Regions from separate parts of the Sus scrofa genome. Here region 2 is linked to region 1. Evidence: chromatin contacts called from public HiChIP or PLAC-seq data. All regions are on one chromosome and are shown on one strand. Each heading gives the region's core, a stretch centred on a gene start, on an enhancer-like site or on the middle of the called end of the contact. The rest is flanking DNA. Distances are from core to core; before and after follow the strand shown. Region 1 holds the start of UCP2 (uncoupling protein 2). Region 2 overlaps C2CD3 (C2 domain-containing protein 3).

Region 1 (5,272 bases), core at 1,404-3,903:
CTCAAGGGCCAGGCGCAGTGAGCTCCACGGGTTCTCAGCTGGGGCTGGAGACGCAGTTCCTGCTTCTGAGTCCACATTCTGTGAAGAGCTCCCTCCCTTTCACCACAGGGAGTGTCTGGGTCACAGCTCTCCTAGTGCTGCCTCGCCAACAGGCCCGGCCCAGCCCTTTGTCTACTGGATGCAAAGTTCACGGATGCCCGCATTCCTGATTCTGCAAATTGGTCCACAGGGCAGGCAGAAACGGGAGAAGGCTTCAGCTAGATTAAGACCTGACAGCCACACACCCACGGGCCCTGAATTTCTGAAGCAGGAGAGGTTCCGATGGGCCTGGAACTGTGTAGATCTTAGAAGACAATGAACAAGATCAGTTCAGCCCCTTTGATGCAGTCCAGTTGTATCCCCACCAGCCCCTACACAGCTTGGGCTCCCTAGTGCTGGTTCACTGAGGTGCAGGAGACAGTATCTATCCTGGAGGGGGCTTTATGGTCTGGCACGGGGTTGGGCAGGTGATTCAAGCTAGATTTGGTGTTTGTAAAACATACTCTCAAAATGCAAAGTTGGGGAGTTCCCTGGTGGCTTAGCAGTTAAGGACTCTGCATGGTCCCTGCTGTGGCTCAGGTTTGATCCCTGGCTCCGGAATTTCTGCATGCCACGGATGGACGGATGGACGTGGCCAAACAAACAAAAAAAAGGCAGAGAAGAAAAAAAAAAAAAAGGAGTTCCCGTCATGGCGCAGTGGTTAACGAATCCGATTAGGAACCATGAGGGTGCGGGTTCGGTCCCTGCCCTTGCTCAGTGGGTTAACGATCCGGCGTTGCCGTGAGCTGTGGTGTAGGTTGCAGACGCGGCTCGGATCCTGCGTTGCTGTGGCTCTGGCGTAGGCCAGTGGCTACAGCTCCGATTCGACCCCTAGCCTGGGAACCTCCATATGCCGCGAGAGCGGCCCAAAGAAATAGCAAAAAGACAAAAAAAAAAAAAAAAAAAAAAAAGGCAGAGGAGGGAGCAACCAACTCTGGTGAGTAATCAGAAAGAACTTAGGCCGCGAAGGATGCTGAGCAATGCTCAGGGCTGAGAGGAAGTGCAAAGGCACTGCTCTCTCCTCTGGCCCATAAAACTGACCCCTCTCTGCCCAGTGTTCTCTTCTCCCGCATAAGGGCCACGGCTTCAAGAGAGGCGGGGGTGGGGAAGTGCAGGTCACAGCAGCGAAGTGACAAAGGAAACCAAAAGCTCCATTTTGTTCTCAGAACTGCAACGACACCGTCTCCTCCCTGCCCTGGGAGGAAGGAAGCCGAGCGCGCACCCCAGTGGGGAAGACGACCTGCTTCTTGGCCCCGAGTTTACTTCTTTGCCAGCGCGGGCGGGGCGGCTCTGAGCCCTGCCTGACTGGCTGCCCCTGTTGCGGGGCCAGGAGAAAGAGCCAGAGAATGATGAGCGGAGAGTCAGCTGCGAAAACGGACCCAGGGAAACAGAGCGCACGGGGCTGCTTCCTCCTGCGCTTCTCACCCTGGGTGGCCGGGACCCAGAGGCTACTCCCCACTCAGCTGCTGCCTTTCTTCCTGTTTCCCTGGAGCTTGGCGCACATGAGGCTCAGTGAAGGCTGGCACTTAGGTGGCAGAAGGGGTTGTGACGGTGTTCCAGAATCCCCCGTTTCCTTGCCCTGACATCCCCCTAACCCAGGGGTGCTCACACCTTTTGTCGCCCTCTGCCTGGCATCCTTACTCCTCAGAGCAGCCCTGTGAGGGGCTGCTCCTGCTTCCACTTTACGGGTGAAGGAACTTCCTAAGCCCTGTCTGCAGGCGCCAAAGCCCATGCTATCTGCTTTGCCCTGGTGCCCACTCCTTTCTTTCCTGCTGTTTTCTTAGCCCCAGGCACAGGCAGGGCCTTTCAGGAGCAAGGCCAACACCCAAGTCCTCTCGTGACAATGTGACAGTCCTGAGAAGGTTCAGGCAGATGGCATCCCTTCTCTGGGCATCAGAGACATGACGAATGAGTTAATCATTTCCTGACCTTGATCTGGGTTGCAGAGTTGGGAGGGCCAGAGATAAATAAGACCTAGCCCCCCGCTCACCTCAGAGACAAGTGCACAGAGGCTTAAGTTGCCATTTTGTATGTTGCCTTGCGTTTGCCCAAGTCAGGTCCTTAAGAGCCGTGGGTACAGAGGCAAAGGGGCCTGTGCTAAAGACTAGTAAGAAGATGAAATTAAACTCAGGCCTAACCAGAAAGTTAATCATATGTGACAGTCCCTGGCAATTAACTGCTTTCAAGTCCAAAAACGTACAGCTGATCACCAATCTCAGTCTCGGGGCCAGTCAGCCTGAGTCAGCAACATGAGTTAGAACAAGAGGTTCCTGGCCTGGCTCTGCTGAGACTCCCAGGGTGGCCACCTGGGCCTCAATCTCCTCCTCTGGGGATTACCATCCTTGGCTTGTGGGGGGGGGGGGGGGCTGAGGGCCAGAATGAGACCACGGATATACAGAAGTGCTTCGCGAACTCTTAAGAGGGACTTTACTGGGGCGGTGCTGCTGGTTGTTTTGTTAACGTCCTGCCACCCCACCCCTAGACCACAGGGCAGAGGCAGCAAAGACTCCGCAGTTAGACTGGGCTCTTACCTGGCTTCGTCAGGTCTCACACTGAGGCCTTCAAGATCAAGCTTCTCTAAAGGCCTCCCATTCCTCAAAGCTGCCAGTGGCTATCATGGCCCCATCCCTTGGGTTTTCCATAGAAGATGGCTGGGAGACGAAACACGTAATGGTCATACTATGTGTCCTGTGGGTGAGGACAAAGGAGCGTTTAGAAAAGGAAATGCGCCTTTAACGACCACAGCCCAGCAAGGAAAGGGCCACGGGGCCCAAGGCACACATGCCCCCTCAGTCCTTGCCTGGGGGTGAGAGGGCAGGGAACAGAGTCTGTTTCCCACAGGGCAGCTGAGGGGGATGATTCCAGAGCCCTCCCGCTCCTGCTGCTCCCTCGGTATCACACCCTGCTTTAGTGGGACTCTGTACTCTGTACTCTGCAGAAGCATCGCCCAGCACAGTCAGCAGGCTCTGGGGATCTGAGTGCTGGAGGGGGTCGCGATGGGGCGGAGACAGACGGAATCAACGAGGGCCCAGATCGGGTCTGCGAGGAGGTTAGAGGGGCCGCATCAAGCAGCTCAGTCTCCTGCAGGCAGACAACTGCCCCAGGAATGGCCCGGAGCCGCCTGGGGTGGGAGAGGTCATTCTGGTCATTGCTGAAGGCCCCTCACCCCGGCCGAGGAGAAGCAGTGTTAGGGTGAAGGCTTAAATGACAGCCATTTGAACGCGAGCGGTAAAGAAGAAAAGACAGCAAAAGGGTGAAAGAGAGAAAGAAACAAGACCGAGAAATAAAATACAAAAGAGGAGACGAGGAGGGAAATTAAACGAGGCGCGCGGTCCCCGCGGGCGGGCGGGTAGCGGGCGTGGGGCAGGTGGAGCGGGCGCAAGGCCGGGGCGGGCCGGAGCCGGGCTCACCGGGCCGCAGGGAGAACTCAGGAGAACCGGCAGCTGTCTGTCGTCGGGCAGAGGGCGAGTCCAGGGAGCGCCCTCGATCCGAAGCGGAGAGAAGACGATCCGAAGGCGTGGCGGGCCGGGGCTTGCGGAGAGACCTGCAGCAGCCGCCGCGCGACCTAGACGCCTGGGCAGGGCCTGGGCGGGGCCTGCGGGCTCCGGGGGCGGGGGCGCGACCCGCGAGCCACCGCCTTTCCGCAGAGACCGCCCCGCCCGGGGTTCTCTCCGCGACACCCCCCCTCCACGCCCACTTCCGGGAGCCGATCCCCCGCTCCCCAACCTTGGTTCCCCTGTAGGGTCATCTCCTAGCTCCGCCACCCTCATTGTCGCCCGGAAAGAAGCAGAGGCTGCCCAGGGCCACATACGCCCCCGGCCCCTTGCCAGGGTTCTTTCTAGCAGCGCCCTGAGGCTCAGGTGCAAGAGCACCCACTCCTTCCACGGGCTCAGCCCGCGACCCCCAACTCCACGACCGCAACTTGACGAACCGCAGGCTTTCTCCCCTGGCGCCAGCGGGCTCCCGCGGGGCCCGGCGTCGCTGGCAATTGGTTCAAGTCGCCCCGTGGCGGGAGGAAGGAGCCAATCTAGGCTGTAGCAGCAGGTGGCCGGCAACCGCCAAAGGCAGTTATGCGCAGCCGGGCTTCCCGCCGCCTCCTGGCCCAGTTCAGGGCCCCCAGGCGACTTCCGGCCGGGTTGGGGAGGGGGCGCCAAGCGTGACGCTCCCCCTCCCCCCACTTACAGGGAACCTGCGGGGTCGGGGGTGGGGGCACGCTGGCAGGGAGAAGGCCTGGACCTGCTGCATGCTTAAGCCCCGGCCTGAGAAAGGGCCAGTGGGAGATGTGCCGACCCGGTTTGGTCTCAGGTAGCTGAGGGGTCTTATAGGGGTTCAGATATGTAAACAGCCGGTAATTGTGTCCAATGGCTGCACAAGCGCGTGCGTGTGGAACATAGACTGTTGAGTAATAGTCTCTGTTGGCCCTCAGACGCTGGGCCCCTACGTTTGTGTACCTTCCATCTGGACTCAGTTCTTTTGATGTGCCCTGTCACTATCAGGCCAGGATCCTGAATCCCCGCGGAGCGCGCACCTTTGGGGGTGGCTGCAGTGGCTGACGGCTTGCTGGCCGAAGCATTCTTTGTTTACTGTTACGGCAGGTGACATTCTTTGGAATGAATGAATGAATCACAGAGATTAGACGTTTTCATGTGAATATGTATGTTAGTAGGGTTCTCCAGAGCAACACAACCAACAGGATGTGTGTGTGTGTATAAAGAGGGATTTTTTTAAATTGACTATAGTGGATTTGCACTTGATCTTAGCCAAAAGGCTGAGAAGCTGTCATAGCTGATTTATAATGCCGTGTTATTTTCAGGTTACAGCGCAGTGTGTCAGTTTTATATATTTTTTCAGATTCTTTTCCCTTAGGGGTTATTATACAATATCGAGTGTAATTCTCTGTGCCGTACAGTAGGTCCTTGTTGGTTATTTATTTGATGTAGTGTGGTGTATGTGGATCTCAACCTCTTAATTTATTCCTCCACCCTTCCCTTCTGGTAGTCATAAGTTTGTGTTCTCTGTCTGTGAGTCTAGAGAGATTTTTTTTTTTGACCCACCTGCGGCATAAAGAAATTCCTGGGCCAGGGATCCAATCTGAGCTGCCTGTGCCACAAGCTGCAGCATTGCTGGATCCTTAATGCACTGTGCTCAGCGGGAGATGAACCTGTGCTTTCGCGGCGACAAGGCCAGATCCTTA
Region 2 (5,272 bases), core at 1,182-3,681, 74 kb after region 1:
GTTTGTCTTTCTCCCTGACTAGCTCAAGGTTCCCCCAAATCCAACTCCCACTTCACTCTGTGGCTGAAGTTAATCTTTGAGGCTCCACCCTGCTCCTTCTCTGATTGTGCCTTTTAGCAGCCACTCTTCTTCAGGCTGTCCCTGTGGACAGAAAGCAATCTGATGGACAAATTTCTACTCAGAATTGCTAACTGTACTTCCTCCCACAAGCAGTGTAACTTTTAATAAGTCACCCTGACAAGACAGACTCCAACGCCCTCTATTCTGAAACGCCTCTTTGAACTCTCTAGGCGGAATCACTGAATTGCACACACCCAATCAGAGCTCTCCAACTTCTACCTCCTCTTAGGGAAACAGAAGTACCTGCACTCTTGCTTTGCTCTATTTCCTCAACCCAAACGTGCCATCAGAGTAGACGAATTCTGTTCAAATTTTCCCACCAAAGCAACAACAACCTAGAGAAAAGTAAACTCTGAAACCTGGAGTGCTGGGGCTCCTGCTGCCTTGAAAGTGCAACAATAAACATGACATCTATCAGCAGGCTTGTATGTTATCGAAAAACTCATGTGAGGCGTTCCCTTGTGGTGCTGTGGGTTAAGGATCCGCCAATGTCACTGCAGTGGCTTGGGTCACCAAGGTGGCACAGGTTTGATGTCTGACCTAGGAATTTCCACATGCTGCAGACATGGTCAAAAAATTAAAAAATTCATAAGAATGTTATAGTATCTTCCATAATGTAGCCATATTTGTTTAAACTAAAAATATTATTCCCTCCAACCCCCAAATCTTGTCATGTTATTAATCTCATGGCTTAAAAACAAGACCAGATGGCATTACTTTTCACTCCTTCTTACTGGGGATAATTAATAAAGTAAGAAAATGGGTGATGGACAGAGAAAAGGGAGTGGAAATTTCGCAAGGAGGCTTGCGGAATGAGACCTGAAGAGGAGGAAGAGGAAGGCTCGCCTTAGGAGGGAGAGTGCTGGTGGCTGCGAGGCAGGAGGCTTTACCAGGAGGCAGAAAGAGCCTCAGAATCAGAAAAGCACTAAAATACAGAGAAAAACTATAGGAGGAACAAAATAAAACAAAAAACACTGGCTACAACGTGGCGAAACCAGTTTATAAACATATTCTTGAAAGAGCAGGAGAAAATGATTCTAATAAGGTGGTCGTAAACAAAGAAGCGTTAATGCCATGGCAATCCGCAATCCAGCACCATCCTTACCAGTGAAAAACATACAAAAGAGCATTCATCGTACCTTTATCTAGTGAGCTATCGTCTTAGTTTTATTTTCACGAAACTGACAGCAGGACATGGGCTAACTTGCTCCGCATCCACTGCCCCTTTCTCGTATTCCTGTGCTGCAGAGATGGAAGGCTCAGGACTCCGCCTCCCCGTCTCGTGTGTGCTGGACTCTGGAGGCCATTAACGACGGATCTGGCAGACAGACGTGAGGCAGAGGACATGCTCCTTTCCCTTCTGCTCCTGCTCCCAGCAAGGGCAACAGGGAGTTTCCTGCTCTAGGTGCCCAGAGGCCCTGAGGTAATAGCGATGATGAGAGTTTCTGATCACTGGACTGCTGTGCTGGCACTGTATTCTGAACTAAAAAGATCTACCGGTTCTCTTCTGAGAGCTTAGCCTAGAGCCCATTCCTTGAGCCCTTCCAGGAATCTGAAGTATTTTAATAATCTATATTCGGAGTTCCTACTGTGGCTCAGTAGTAACAAACCTGACTAGTATCCATGAGGACGCAGGTTCGATCCCTGGCCTTGCTCAGTGGGTTAAGGATCTGGTGTTGCCATGAGCTGTGGTGTAGGCTGCAGATGCAGATCCGACTGGACTCCTACATAGCCTGGGGACCTCCATATGCCATGGGTACAGCCCTAAAAAGACCAAAAAAAAAAAAAAATCTATATTAACCTCCTTCCTGTTTAAAATGGCTGGGGTGGGCTGTTTCGGATAACTGGACTCTCCCTGACACAGCGGCCATTTCTCCTGTCTCTCCTTCCCTGTCCCCCTGCTCTCTCCCATTTTCCTGAGTAGGTCTCAAGCTTCTAATCAAATGGCATGAGTCCTCAGAGCTTGGGAGCGATCATCTGCCTCTATGCTGGCAGTTTCCAGACTATTCCGTAATCATTGGTGGGTCTGTCTTTCCCTCACGCAACTGAGAGCTCCTTGAATGCACAGAGTAGAGCCACAGCCCTTACTCAAGGTGTGCAGACTCCCCGCTGCCCGACGTCTAGACACTTGCCAGGTCTGGGGAAGGAGGGAAGTGCGGCGGGCGCAGCGGAGGACACGGCAGCTGCTCAGGAAGGCTGAGCGCTCGGCAGAGGACCAACTCTAGTTCTGAGACGCGACCCCTGCTTCTGGCGTTCTCTGTCACTGATTTAGTGTGACACCGGGGACCTCGTTCTGGCTCTCTGGGCATCGAGTTCCTTCACCAGAAACATGTGCTCTCAAATTTCTTCCCATGATAAACCCCTATGACTCTAGATACGTACTAACACTGCTCAGATCTCGCTCACACCCCAACCCCTGCTTTTAAGGTTTGTTATTTTGGAGGTTGCTATATGCTAAAGACCTTGAAATAGAAGTACTATTTTTACTTTGGAAAAAAATTGTTCCGTATTCAGTTTTGAATCAGAAATACTCCTTTCAGCCAAACAGGCAGGTGATAAAGACAGCAGCTTAGGAGAGCAGGTCTGTCAGGTTCCCTTGGCTCTCCCCTGGGGATGGAAGTTCAGCTGGGTCTGTTTGCATTTCTGGAAAAGGTCAAGCTCTGAAACCCTTCTGGAGGCCGCCCAGATGAAGGCGCTGGACCTCCTACAGGCCTGGAGCCAACAGAGCAGTTAGGAGGACTTGGGATGAATCAGCTTTTCCATCTTAAGTGTTTTCACTGAATTTCCTGTGTTTTATGTAAGTATGAAAAGTAGTAGCATTAAGAATGGTATGGGGAGTTCCTGTCATGGCCCAGCAGAAACGAATCTGACTAGGAACCATGAGGTTGTGGGTTTGATCCCTGGCCTTGCTCAGTGGGTTAAGGATCCAGTGTTGCTGTGAGCTGTGGCATAGGTCGCAGACATGGCTCAGATCCCGTGTGGTTCTGACTGTGGCATAGGCCAGCGACTACAGCTCTGATTGGCCCCCTAGCCTGGGAACCTCCATACGCCGTGAGTATGGCCCTAAAAAGGCAAAAAGACAAAAAAAAAAAAAAAAAAAAAGAATGGTATATTTGTTTCAATGAGATTAAAATAACCCTTATTTTTGACACTTTATACAGTTCACAAACTTTTTTTTTAATATACTAAACCTGTGCTTGTTAACACCCCTGATAATCACACAAGAAAGGCGTCATGATCTCTATTTTACAAATGAGGCAACCCTCATATTAAATGAAATTAGTCAAAAAGAGAAAGACAAATACCATATGAGATCACTTATATCTGGAATCTAATATATAGCACAAACGAATCTTTCCGCAGAAGAGAAAATCATGGACTTGGAGAACAGACTTGTGGTTGCCCAGGGGAGGGGGAGGGAGTGGGAGGGACTGGGAATCTGGGCTCAGTAGATGCAGACTATTGCCTTTGGAGCAGATAAGCAATGGGATCCTGCTGTCTAGCGCTGGGAACTATGTCTGGTCACTTGTGATGGAGCAGGATCATGTGAGAAAAAAAGAATGTGTATGTGAGACTGGGTCACCATGCTGTACAGTAGAAAATTGACAGAACACTGTAAACCAGCTATAGTGGAAACAAAATAAAACAAAACCAATGAAGGAGAGACTGCTCTTTGGCTTGCTCATCACACGTCTGGTAAACTAGCAACTGCAAGACGCAGCCAGGTTTCCCAATTCCTTCTCCGGGGACAGTCCACTGCAACAGTCCTAATTAATTCTATCTGCTGAAGGGCACAGCCCTCCCTCCGTCTCGGGCAAATGGATGAAACTTGCCCTCAAGCGATACCCAAATGCGTTTGTTACTAAAAGCCCAGTTCACTTTGTTAAGCTAACATTAACTGAAACCTGCTCTGTCACACAGGCACAGATGAGTCAGATCTGATTCTTGATCTGGAGGCAGAGTTAAATAAATACTATAAATACGATAAGCTAAAGATAAGATAAAGACTATAAGGGGAACCCAGAAGGACCCCCTAAGCCTACTTGGGCCAGGGAAAGAGAGCCTCTGAAGGCTGATGACACTGAGGGTGGCTTTGGTTTTCACTGCCTATAACTTAGACCAGACCTCAAATCACACCACCTCTCTGTTCACTGACTGCCTCGCTGTCAGACAGGGCTAGAGATAAGTACACAAACCTTATGAGTGCTCAACAAGCTGATTTTTGAAGGTTTCTCAGAGCTTTTCCTAACAAAAGTATCCAACAAATGCTTGTATTTCAGAACCAGGACCACAGTGGGGAGTATGCTGCCTCAGGTTTAACTTTTGTCGAGGGCAGAGCTCCTAGTTCAGGGCTGTCTATGAATCCTCTGCACGTAGCTTTGCACTAGGGAAGCGCTGATTTCCTTCCTCAAGGAAGACGCTTCCGAGGCATGAAAGGGATGACTGCACCGAGAACTTGGTTAAAGGGCAGAAGACAGCCGACGCGGGTATTAAGGAAGGTTCTACCCGATTTTCACAAAGGCTTGGCAGTTTATAGCTGACTCCCAGAGTGTGGGGACACGTTCTTAGAAGAGGAGAGCTGCAGAGGCCATCACATTTCACAGCTGAGGAAAACGTAGGTTTGCCCAAAGTGACGAAGCAAGTCACTGGCCTGGGCAGGCAGAAGCCAGTCTTCTGACTCCCATACGTTTACCAATTAAATTTTAAATTTTATTTTTAATGCAAAAACAAAAAGACCAGAACAATTCTTGCAAAAGCAAAAGCTTTTTTGTGCTTACCTTAAAATTCATTTATCTACTGATTTTTCTTTTTTACAAGTTCAGTGCTTATAAATGAACTTGTCACAAAAGGGCTGCTTAGGGAGGGCAATGAAAAGGAAAAAGCCTGTTTCCCAATGTTATGACTCATACAGGATCTCAGTATCTCTAATACAGCAAAGCGAGACTGTGTGGGGAGAAGACTTTGTCCGCAGATAGAACGTTTCCGAGTCTCTCACTCACAAAGGTGATGAGATGTATGAGAACCTTAGGGTCTCTGTGGATGCTTATAATCCCAGCAGTCAGGTCTGCTGGTAGCGTGTATGGGGAGAGAGAGGAATGAAAGACAAACAACAGCTACTGTGAGCATGAGTTTTGTTTCTCTTCCAAAGTAA

What was found. HiChIP or PLAC-seq counts read pairs in DNA pulled down with a chosen protein or histone mark.
Region 2: a contact with region 1 is called in an H3K27ac HiChIP or PLAC-seq map of skeletal muscle. The contact joins the enhancer-like site here to the promoter of UCP2 in region 1. A contact is called at or near these places in 2 of 5 promoter capture datasets (fetal liver and liver), 3 of 47 Hi-C or Micro-C datasets (fetal liver, liver and skeletal muscle) and 2 of 2 datasets of contacts at active chromatin or transcription factors (alveolar macrophages and skeletal muscle).

Annotation. Positions count from the first base shown.
Region 1 is chr9:8,361,899-8,367,170 of Sscrofa11.1, forward strand. UCP2 (uncoupling protein 2) reads right to left here and starts at 2,654. Exons shown (of 8, transcript NM_214289.1): 1 at 2,610-2,654.
Region 2 is chr9:8,435,865-8,441,136 of Sscrofa11.1, forward strand. The region is part of intron 25 of C2CD3 (C2 domain-containing protein 3); the gene reads right to left. Among named protein-coding and RNA genes, the nearest start is that of UCP3, 49 kb to the left of the region's middle. Within about 2 kb of position 2,432, at least 4 of the 83 cell types and tissues checked have an H3K27ac peak or open chromatin away from gene starts, as enhancers often do. A contact at or near this core is called in skeletal muscle, where this site is marked.